Regions from separate parts of the Athene noctua genome. Here region 2 is linked to region 1. Evidence: chromatin contacts called from public Hi-C data. All regions are on one chromosome and are shown on one strand. Each heading gives the region's core, a stretch centred on a gene start, on an enhancer-like site or on the middle of the called end of the contact. The rest is flanking DNA. Distances are from core to core; before and after follow the strand shown. Region 1 holds the start of NDEL1 (nudE neurodevelopment protein 1 like 1). Region 2 holds the start of MYH10 (myosin heavy chain 10).

What was found. A called contact is a pair of places that touch in the nucleus more often than the background predicts.
Region 2: a Hi-C map of heart shows a contact between it and region 1, with 2.9 times the contacts expected there. The contact joins the promoter of MYH10 here to the promoter of NDEL1 in region 1. A contact is called at or near these places in 2 of 2 Hi-C or Micro-C datasets (heart and liver).

Annotation. Positions count from the first base shown.
Region 1 is chr18:2,353,144-2,357,844 of bAthNoc1.hap1.1, forward strand. It overlaps NDEL1 (nudE neurodevelopment protein 1 like 1), which reads left to right and starts at 2,353. Exons shown (of 9, transcript XM_074921739.1): 1 at 2,353-2,468.
Region 2 is chr18:2,486,115-2,490,815 of bAthNoc1.hap1.1, forward strand. MYH10 (myosin heavy chain 10) reads right to left here and starts at 2,757. Exons shown (of 41, transcript XM_074922326.1): 1 at 2,653-2,757.

The sequences.
Region 1 (4,701 bases), core at 1,103-3,602:
GGAGCCGGTGACATCCATCCCTAGTCCTAGAGATGCTGCATCAATGTCGGCAGCTGGCTGGGACAGTGATACCACCGGGTACAGGGAGAGGCAAAGGGTATTTCTTTAACCTAAGCAACCAGCTCAGAAAGAGGGACTGGAGAGCTCAGGTTGAGGTTTAAAGGATCCCACCAGAGAGAAAAGAGACCAGGTGTGTGCCACTCCACAGATGCCCCTGGGGAAATTTAGTTAGGGTTGTGTAGATACACCCTTGGCACTTTTATAAAGGAGACACTCCCTCCACACACACACAGAGTTCATTTCCAGCACCTCTCACAAGTCGTGATCTCTGTGATGACTGTAGTGACGTTACAGATCCGTGCTTGGGTTATCTGGCACAGCAAGGTACCACCAGGCATCTGTGCTGGTACACAGACCAGAGCCAGGAGTGGCAGTGATCCCCCCCTCCTGCGGACAGATGTCCAGAGGTGCAGACAGATGTGCAGAGAGCCCTCGCACCACTGCAACTCCTCAGCGAGGTCTCGTTTGTACCTTGACTGCACTACACTTTTGTCCCCTGGGCATGGCTGTTCCGTAATTGAAGAGTGAGGGGAAAAAATGCACCAGGACCATGTGGGATGCACGATACAAACAGAACATGGCCTTTCCTCACGGCTTCTGCAGTGCAGTGAGAAAACTGGACACCCAGTCTGCTCCAGACTGGGATGCTGGCACCCAACCTGCTCCAGAGCATAAGAATGGGCACCCAATCTGCTCCAGACCATGATGGTGGGCACCCGACTAGAGCTGGGCTGTGCCTGCACTCAGCACTGCTGGTTCTGGCTGCTCCTGGCTCAGAGCAGCACAGGGTTGGATGCTGAAAAAGGAGTTATTCTCCCAGCCAGGTCTCCAGCCTCTGCACAGCTGCCTCAATCTCTCACTCTGCCCTCCAAGTGAGGGTTTCAGGGAGCCAAAGACAGAGTCAGATGGAGTGAGAAGGTGGGAAGCGGAAAGGGTGACCAGGGCTGTGATCATCACCTGCATCAGCTGGGTGCAGCCAGGCACAGGGGATACAGTGGAAGGTGCACAAATACTGGGAATAAGGCTTCACTTCAGATGAGACAGCTCCAAGGGCAACTTGCCATCAGGATGACTTCTCACAGGACGCTGTGGCTTCCCCACCCCTCGCAGCCTCTAATTCAGGTGCAGCGTGCGGCTTGGAGCCACGCTCTGCTGCACGTCCTGGGCTCAGTGCTGACGCTGCGGAGCTTTGTTTGTGGCCTTGTGCAATATGCAGGTGACGCAGGGTGACCCGAAAAAGTCCTGCATAACTGTCGGGGGACATCCATGGTACTGGCTGGATGCCTGGGGGCAGGGAGCAGCGCGTGCTCTCCATCCTTAGGTTGTCTGCAACGACCCGAACCATCCACCGTGGGAAAATGTAGAAAAGTACCAGAGCATCAGCCCTGGATAAGCCCATATACGGCCCACGAAGGACACAGACTGTCCCCACGAGGGCAGCCGGCACAGCCGCGGTTTTGGCCACTGCAGTGACACGCTGCCGGCAGCGTTGGCCCACAGCAAGGGAAGCATGAGGGCATCCCAACAGCACCGCCTGATGCTAATGACAGGCCGGCCAGCTAATTACAGAGGGCAGGAAATTAAGCATGCAAAGAAAGCGTTAAGTATTAGGTCAGTGTGGGGGACCCGGGAGGTCAGCTGCGGGGCAGGTCCCATGAGAGGCACCGCGGTGGCACCCTGCCCTCCCCTGCCCGTGGCCTCGGGGGGCTGCGGGGGCACGTGCCGAGGACACGAGGGCAATGATGCGGGGCAACGCTGTGCTGGGGAAGGGGAGAATGAGAAAGCCGGGATGGACGGGGACTGTCTCGGGGGGCTGTCGGCTGCCCTAAGCTTGGCTCGGGGCCAGGGGGGTCCCTGGCGGGTTCAGAATGAGTTTTCCTCCTTTTGGGGGGCAGAGAAGCCGCGCAGGGAACAAGGCGGCGGCTGCAGGGATGGGGGTGAGCCAGGAGGGCGGCTCAGCGGCCCGCCCGGCCCCCGCTCCCCGCTCGCCCTTAGCGGTGGATGTTCAGGGACCCGCGAGTGCGGTGCCGGCGCCGGGGTCCGCCCCGCCCGGGGGCACCGGGGAGCAAAGCCGCGGAGGAGGGGGCAGCGCCCAGGTGCGGTGGGAAGGGAGAAGGGAGAGACGGGGCGGCCGGTGGGCTGCGGGCGAGCAGCTGTGGGCCCCGCACGCCGGGCCGCGGCGGGGTCCCGGGGCGCACCGGCGCTTCCCGGAGCGGCCGCGGCCGCCGAGCCCCGCCCGGCCCCGCCCCAGCGGGCCCCGCCCCTCGCCCCGCCCCCTCGTGACGGCGCTGCCCCGCCCCCCGCCCGCCCGGTGCCTCCCGGGCGCGGCCCCGCCCCGCGGAGTCCCCGGATGAGGCCGAGCCGGCGCCGGCGGGCGGTGCTGCGGCCGTGCCAGGGGATGCGCCCCGGTGAGTGGCGGCGCGAGGCCGGGGATCGCCGCGGCGGCCGGCCCGGCCCAGCGCGGCGGGGGCGCGGGGAGGGGGACGCGCGGGGGGGTGGGGGCGCCCCTGACGGTGCCGGAGGCCGCGGGCCCCGCACCCCGCCGCCGATTGGCTGCAAATTGACAACGGGGCAGGTCCCGCCCTCCCCCGCTCGCCGTTGGCTGGCAGCGCAGCCCCGCCGCCTCCTATTGGCGGAAGCGAGTGCCCGTCACTGGACGGCCCGGCTCGGCCCTGCCCGCCCGGCCACCGCCCTGCGTGTGCCGGTGTGTGTCCGTCCGTACCCCCCCCCGCGCCGTTCCGCGGCCTCCGGAGGGGCTGGCGGGCAGCCCGCGGCCGGCAGCGCGCCGTGGGGGTACGCGGGGTGCGGGCAGCCCTTCCCGCCGGGGCCCGCCGCGTCCGCCTGGGAACAGCGGCCTGCGGGGGGACACCCCCCTCCCCTCGCTTCTTAAAGGTATTTCCAGGGGAGCGCGGGGGAGGGAGCCGTGGCCGGCGTGGAGCTGCCTTCCCGCGGGCAGGCTCGGCGGCGGAGCGCGGGTTTGCCTTAAAACTCCGCGTTTTGGGCCCCGAGCTGCCGTGGGCGCTGGCGGTGCCGGGCTGTGGGCCCGAAGGAAGGAAACGCGTCTTGTTGCACCGTCGCGTCTCGCTTCGCCTCGTCACGGCTCATCGCGGGGACGGGCGGCGGGAGCGGGTCGGGCTGTAGCAAGCCCGGGTCGGGGTGGCTGAAGCGGGGGGGAAGGCAGCCCGGGGGTGCGCTTCTGTGGCAAGGGTTAGCGCGAAATTGCGAAATTTGGGTGCGTTAAGGCAAAACTGCTCCACCGACGGAGCCCGACCAGCTCCTGAGCTGCTCCGGCTGCCGTCCGGTCTGCAGGAGTGTGGCGAGCGAGGCGACTCGCCCCCAGGTCTGGCCCTCCCCGGGGCTGGAGCAGCCCCGCCTGGGCCGTGTGACAGCAGGGGACACTTGCTTCACGCGGTGGGTTGTGCTCCCTGTGCTGCCCCGGGGAGGGGGGAGCCAGGACGGCTGCGATGGTGACGAACTGCTTTTGACTTCGCTCCGTCCTCAGAGCGGTTTCCAAACGCGAAGGGACTAAACCCTGTGTGTGTGTGCAGAAACATGCGGCAGAGTAAGTTCCGTGACTTGCCAGGCTGTCATCGGGGAGCACGGCTGCTCCCTTGACCGTCCCTGTGCCTCCTTTGTAGGTGGCTTTGTCCCAGGTGGTGTTTATTTTTCTGTCATCCATCCCCAGTCACTGTCAAGGAAGCTGGATATATGATTTGCCTTCATTCTCATAAAATACTTGATAGATCAGATGCCTAGGGTGCGTCTCTGTCGAATATTTTTCAGTAATTCTGTGAGGATTTTTCTCTGAGGTTTTTATCCCTCTCAGCTTAGCGAGTCTTGCTGTATTTTCTGTAAACATGTCCAAAGGAACAGTCCCTGCCTCGGACCCCCAGTTTGATGAGTCTGACCCGAATTGCCGCAGACACACCATAAAGCATGAACGTGTCTGACGCAAGAGGAAATCTGTTACTAGAGTTAGAATTCAGTGAAGCGACTTCCCATTAACATCGCTCTCTCTTTCCCAGGGAGGAGGAGAGCAGTCCTCGCCCACCCACAGCCCAGCTTTGTTGCTCTGGGCGAGTTTACACTGGGAGCATTTGGTGACTCAGGGCTTCTCTCTGAAGCTATCTTGATTTAGTCACGAGTGGGGAGAGGTGGAGGGCACTTTTGAATGCCTGTGGCGTTTATTGCCCTGAGAGGTGGTTAAATATGTGAAGTTCCAGTAGAAGAGTTCCTTGGATACTTAAGCAAATTTTATTTTATTTTTTTTCTTCCTCCAGAAACAACTCCTGGACACTGCAGAGGGTAGGTGGCCTTGTGAAGGTCAGTGTTCTGTTAGAGATATTAGTAACTGTAAGAGAAAGAAGGTGTCCCAGGGCAGAAAAGTGACTAGGAGGCTTTTATATTTATTTATATTTAAATTTGATATGTCAGCAGTGTGAGTGCACAGGCACACTGGTTGATAGTGCCAGTTACCTGTGGTTGTAGGGGATATGGCAGGTGTGGGTAACTAGTGTGGTTTTTGGATTAATAGTGTTACATCTGCCCTGGAAGAGATCCTCTGTCTTCTTTCAGACCCAGACCTGTCTGGGCTGTGTATTTAAGTTACATACGTGGAGGCAGAGCCCAGGCTTCTCCTTT
Region 2 (4,701 bases), core at 1,507-4,006, 130 kb after region 1:
AGAATGTTACATATCATATTCTTATCAATGAAATGAACAGAGCTCTGGCACATCAATTAAATGATCTATCACTAACATCTGCATCTTCTCCTGATAAAGAAGCATCATTAAATTCTTCCACAGACTGAAGAAGTTACTACACAACTGAGAGCCCCTATTGACACAGCAGCCCTCTGAATAAACTAACTGCCATATAAAAGTTTAAATGGTCTGTCAAGTATAATCCCAGACACAGTATAGAAAACTCAGTATAAACTGGTTCTAACTGTACACCAACTATGGAGAGACATCGCAACAACTGAGAGACCTACAAGCAGGAAAAACACACATCTGTGTTCTGTGCTTAAATAAGGAAGAAAAGCAAATTTAACAAAAGCTTGCCAGTAAACTCAACTTGAATTGAACGGTAAAAGAAAAAAGAGACAGATAGAAAACTATAAAAAAAATGTTCCGTGGCTAGCTAACTACAGCAATCAGAAGGCGGCAAAAATGTTTTCAAATGTGGATTTTCAACTGCAGACGAGAACTTGAGACATGGGGTTTCTACAAGCCGTTGAAGTAGCTAAACCCTGCTCATGTTCTTCGTGAAAAACATAAGACTTGGCATTTCTACAGCCCGCTCCTGTTCTCAGTCGTGAGCACTGACATTACCATATTCCATAAAAAAGGTCTCCAGATCTCAAGTTTACCTTGAGGCTCAAGACACAGCAAGGACTGATGTTAGATTTTCTAACAGCTTCATGGGTAATTTGAAGAGAAAAGGAAAACTGCTGACAAGAGCTCCTCCACACTCACTTCACCTATTTGCCTCTATGTAAGAGAGGTCACTGCATCTCTAGTTAATACCACTGTCACATCCAGGATTCCCAGAGCTAGGAGTTTCATCTGTAACTGCCTGAGGAGCAACAAGGTCAAGCCTGACACCTAGTACCCAGGTCATTAATATCTTGGGTTTTTCCACACTAGATCTTTTTGCTGAAAAATGTTACATTAGCTAATGATAGTCTTTTCCAACAAGTAATCTAAAGGTTAGCTTCAAAAGCAAGGAAGGTTTCGCAAACTACATCTGCCACCTTTCATACCGTGGTATGCACACTGATGGAAGTTCTGCAACACACCCATCCTCAGAAGAACGTGTAATTAAATACAATAGTTGCGTCTCCATCTGCGGCATGGACATTTGTTACATTGTCCAACTTTAATGTAAAGTAAGCATGAAGTCATTGAACTCTTCAGAGGTTTGAGAAGCAGACCGTTTACTACAGACAGCTTAATTCAAATCAAGAGGCAATGACTCGACATTTAGAGTATTTTAGAAGAACCTCCGAGAGAAAAAAAAAAAAAAAAAAAAAAAAAATCAATGAAGAGGGAATCGTTGAGGAGACACCTTAAGTGATAGCTGGACTCCTCAGCCAGGAAAGTGAAACTATTAGTCAAGGAATGCTACATTTGGCTCAAGAAGCTCACAGATTTAATATTTGAGCTTCCAACCCCTGATTTAGATAGCTGTTTGTCTCCACTGTGCTCGACTACAGCTGAAGTTCCAACAAAGACCTGAAACACCATTGCCGCCCTCGTCTGCAAATTTGGTGTCAAGTCTCTGAAAGCTCCCTGCCCAGGTACGATAGCCAAACGCATTTATGATAATCTCAGTCTGAGTTTTGTACGCTGAGATGCAATGAAACTTAAAGGTCAAATAGAACTTGTATGACAAAATTAATCATTATTGCTCCCCAGCTGAATTAAAGGCTGAAGACTGAAATGAATGTGTGGACTGACTTTACACCAGCCCCTGAGGAATATACCTAACATCGGAGGATCACAGACAGGGTCATTTTTCCACTTTGGCCTTTAATTCCACAGAGCCCATCACAAAAGACCCTCTGAAGAAGCAAAGCAAGTTGCAGCTTACTCTACCCAAGGCTCCTCCGTTAACAATGGTATTCAAATGAAATACTCAAATGAGCACATTTATCATGCAGGAATCCAGCGCTTCCAAAAGACGACTAGCGAAAAAAAAAAAAAAAATAAAAGACACCCTACACATACATGTTCTGCTCCGCTAAACAAAAGGGGGGTGTGGGAGCACCGGCGGAGATGGGGAGTGGCATCCCTCAGCGCAGCCCGGGCATTTTCAAGGACAGGGGCAGCCCGAGCCGCAGAAGCCACACCGCCCCCGGGCGCCGAGGACCGATGCCCGCCGCCCTCCTGCTGCGGAGCCCCCCGCGCAGGGCCGCAGGCCCCGCCACCGCCCCAAAGGACAAAGGAGGCGGCCGGGACCGCTCGGCCCGGCGGGGCCCGGGAGCGGCCCCCTCCCCGCCGCAGCCCGGCCCCAGCCCCGCGCCCCCCGCCCAGCCGCCGCCCCGCCCGCGCGAAGGCTGCGGGAAAGGCAGAAAATGGCCACCTTCCCCTCACCGCTGCAGCGGGAGCGGCGGCGATGCGGCGGAGGGGGGTGGGGTGCGGTGGGCGGGAGGATGCGACGGCGCGGGCGGGCGGGCCGGGCGGCGCGGCCCACACAAGGGGGTCTTTGTGTGCCGGGCCCGCCGCCCCCGCCCCACCCCCACCCCGGGCGGGCCCGGCCGCGCGCCCCCGGCGAGCCCGCCCCCCGCCGCGCTCGCCCCGGGGACCCAGGGGCCGCCGCCGCCGCCTCACCTGTGTCGCGCCCGGCCGCCGCCGTGCCCCGGAGCTCGCGCCGCCCGCCGGCTCCTCAGCACTCGCACCGCTCCACCCCCCGCCCGCCGCGCTCCTTTAGCGCCACACCGAGCCCTCCGCCCCCCGCTCGCCGCCGCCGGCCCCGCCCCCGCCGCTGCCGCCGCCGGCCGCCGGCCTCCCATTGGGCGACGGCCACGTCCGTCCGCCGCCCTGCGCTCTCCCATTGGCCGCCGGCGCGGCCGCTCTCCAGCCACGGCCATAGCAACCTCCACACGCTACCCTCCAGACCCCGCCTCCTCGTTTCGCCCCGCCCCCTCAGCTTTCATTGGCGAGCTCCGCCCGCCCGTCGGCCCACAGCGCTCCTCTCACTGGGCTCCCGCCACGCCTGTCGGGGCGGGCTCCGCCCCGCGCTGCAGCACGCCTGGCGGGGGGCGCGGCGCGTGCCCGGCGCTGCAGCGGGGGGCGCGCGCGGTGCTGCAGCGCGGGGCGGGCGCGCGCTTCCCCCTCACCCACCCACACTCCCCCCCCCCCCGTATTTTGGGTCGATGAAGGTTCTTTCAGGGCCCGGTCCCCGCGCCGGCTTCCACCGACGTGAGAGATAGCGGGGAAGCCCGTCCCCCGGTAACGGTTAGCCCTCCCGCCGTGCTGCGGGCCGCCTCACGCTCTCCTCAGCGGTGCCCGTCTGAGGTGGCAGCCCCCGCTTTCCGGGCCCCGGGCGGGATGGCGCTCCGGCAGAAAAGCACCGGGGCGCGAATTCCAAAGTTCCGGTTCTAGAACCTCTGCCGCAGCCCTCGGTAATTGCTCCCGGGAGTAGTTACCCTGATGGATTAAAAATAAAAACCCAACCCTCACTGCAAGTCTGACGTGTCTCCCGGCCCCCGGATGCGGTGAGTGTCGGGGTGCTGGCAGTGCAGCCCCTCGGCAGAGCCCGCTCCTGCTCTCGGGTGTTCAGCCGCCACAGAGCAGCCCCGGCCTCCTCTGCCCCAGGCCGCCCAGCCGAGCTCGTGCTCCCATCCATGTTTTTCCCTTTCCTTAAACATAATCCTGAGGCTTTCTGGAGCCTTCACCCATTTGCCGGCACCTCTTCTGAATCAGGTGAGTAGGCAAGAGGCTTCAGCATAGGAAAAAAAGGCATTTGTGGCATGTCTGAGGTTCTCCTGGTCTCACGTGGATTTTGAAAATCAGTGCTGGGTGGGTTTTGGGTGTAGCGCCTCAGGGGCCTGCTGGCCCACACATTCCGGCGTTGCTGCTTTCCAGATGGAGAGCTTCAACACCATGATGGCCTTCCATGGTTTTTTTCTAAATTTTTCCATGTTTCTCTCCCTGGCTCAGAAAGCTTCTCAAGGATCACACGTGGTGCATTCAGCCTCCAGGGAATGGGCAGAACCTTTCACCACAGCCATGGCTCGCTCCGGCCCTGCATGCGAGTGGGTAACCAGGAGCATCAAGGGTTCCCATCGCCTGAGCTGCAGGTTTCATTTCTACACCCAGACTAAAAGCAAATGCGAGCGGCTCTGGAATTTGAGCTATTTTGGTGAAAGGAATTTGTGTCAGATCCTTCTGACCAAGACTGTGAGTGGGGTGAGGAGCAGAGAGAAGTGGGAGGAAGGAGATTGAGCCTGGCACCGTGCAAAGCTGCAGCAGAGGAACCTGGGAAGGGCTGGCGGGGTCAGGCAGTGCCTGGCCACAGGAGTAAGCATGTCTCCCCTTTCCCCTGTGCTTAGGAAGCAGGAGCTTCTGCAAACTACCTGCACGAATGGAAATGTTTCAAAACAGCACCTGCCATTTCAATAGAACTTGGCATTTTTGGATGGGTTGTTCAGTTCAAAAAGGGAGGCAACAAGGCAAACCATGGGGAATCTGGCTCCTGGCATGGAGCTGGAAATCATTCGGTCACCTCTGCTCATCTTTGCACACAAATCAGTTCATGCGCAACTCCTGGCACTTGGATTTATATGAAAGTCTCCCTCTTAATTACCATTTCAGTGGGAGGTCTCGTACATCCTGTTTCACTGAAAAATAAGGGTGTTGACTCGCAAACGCAGGTAG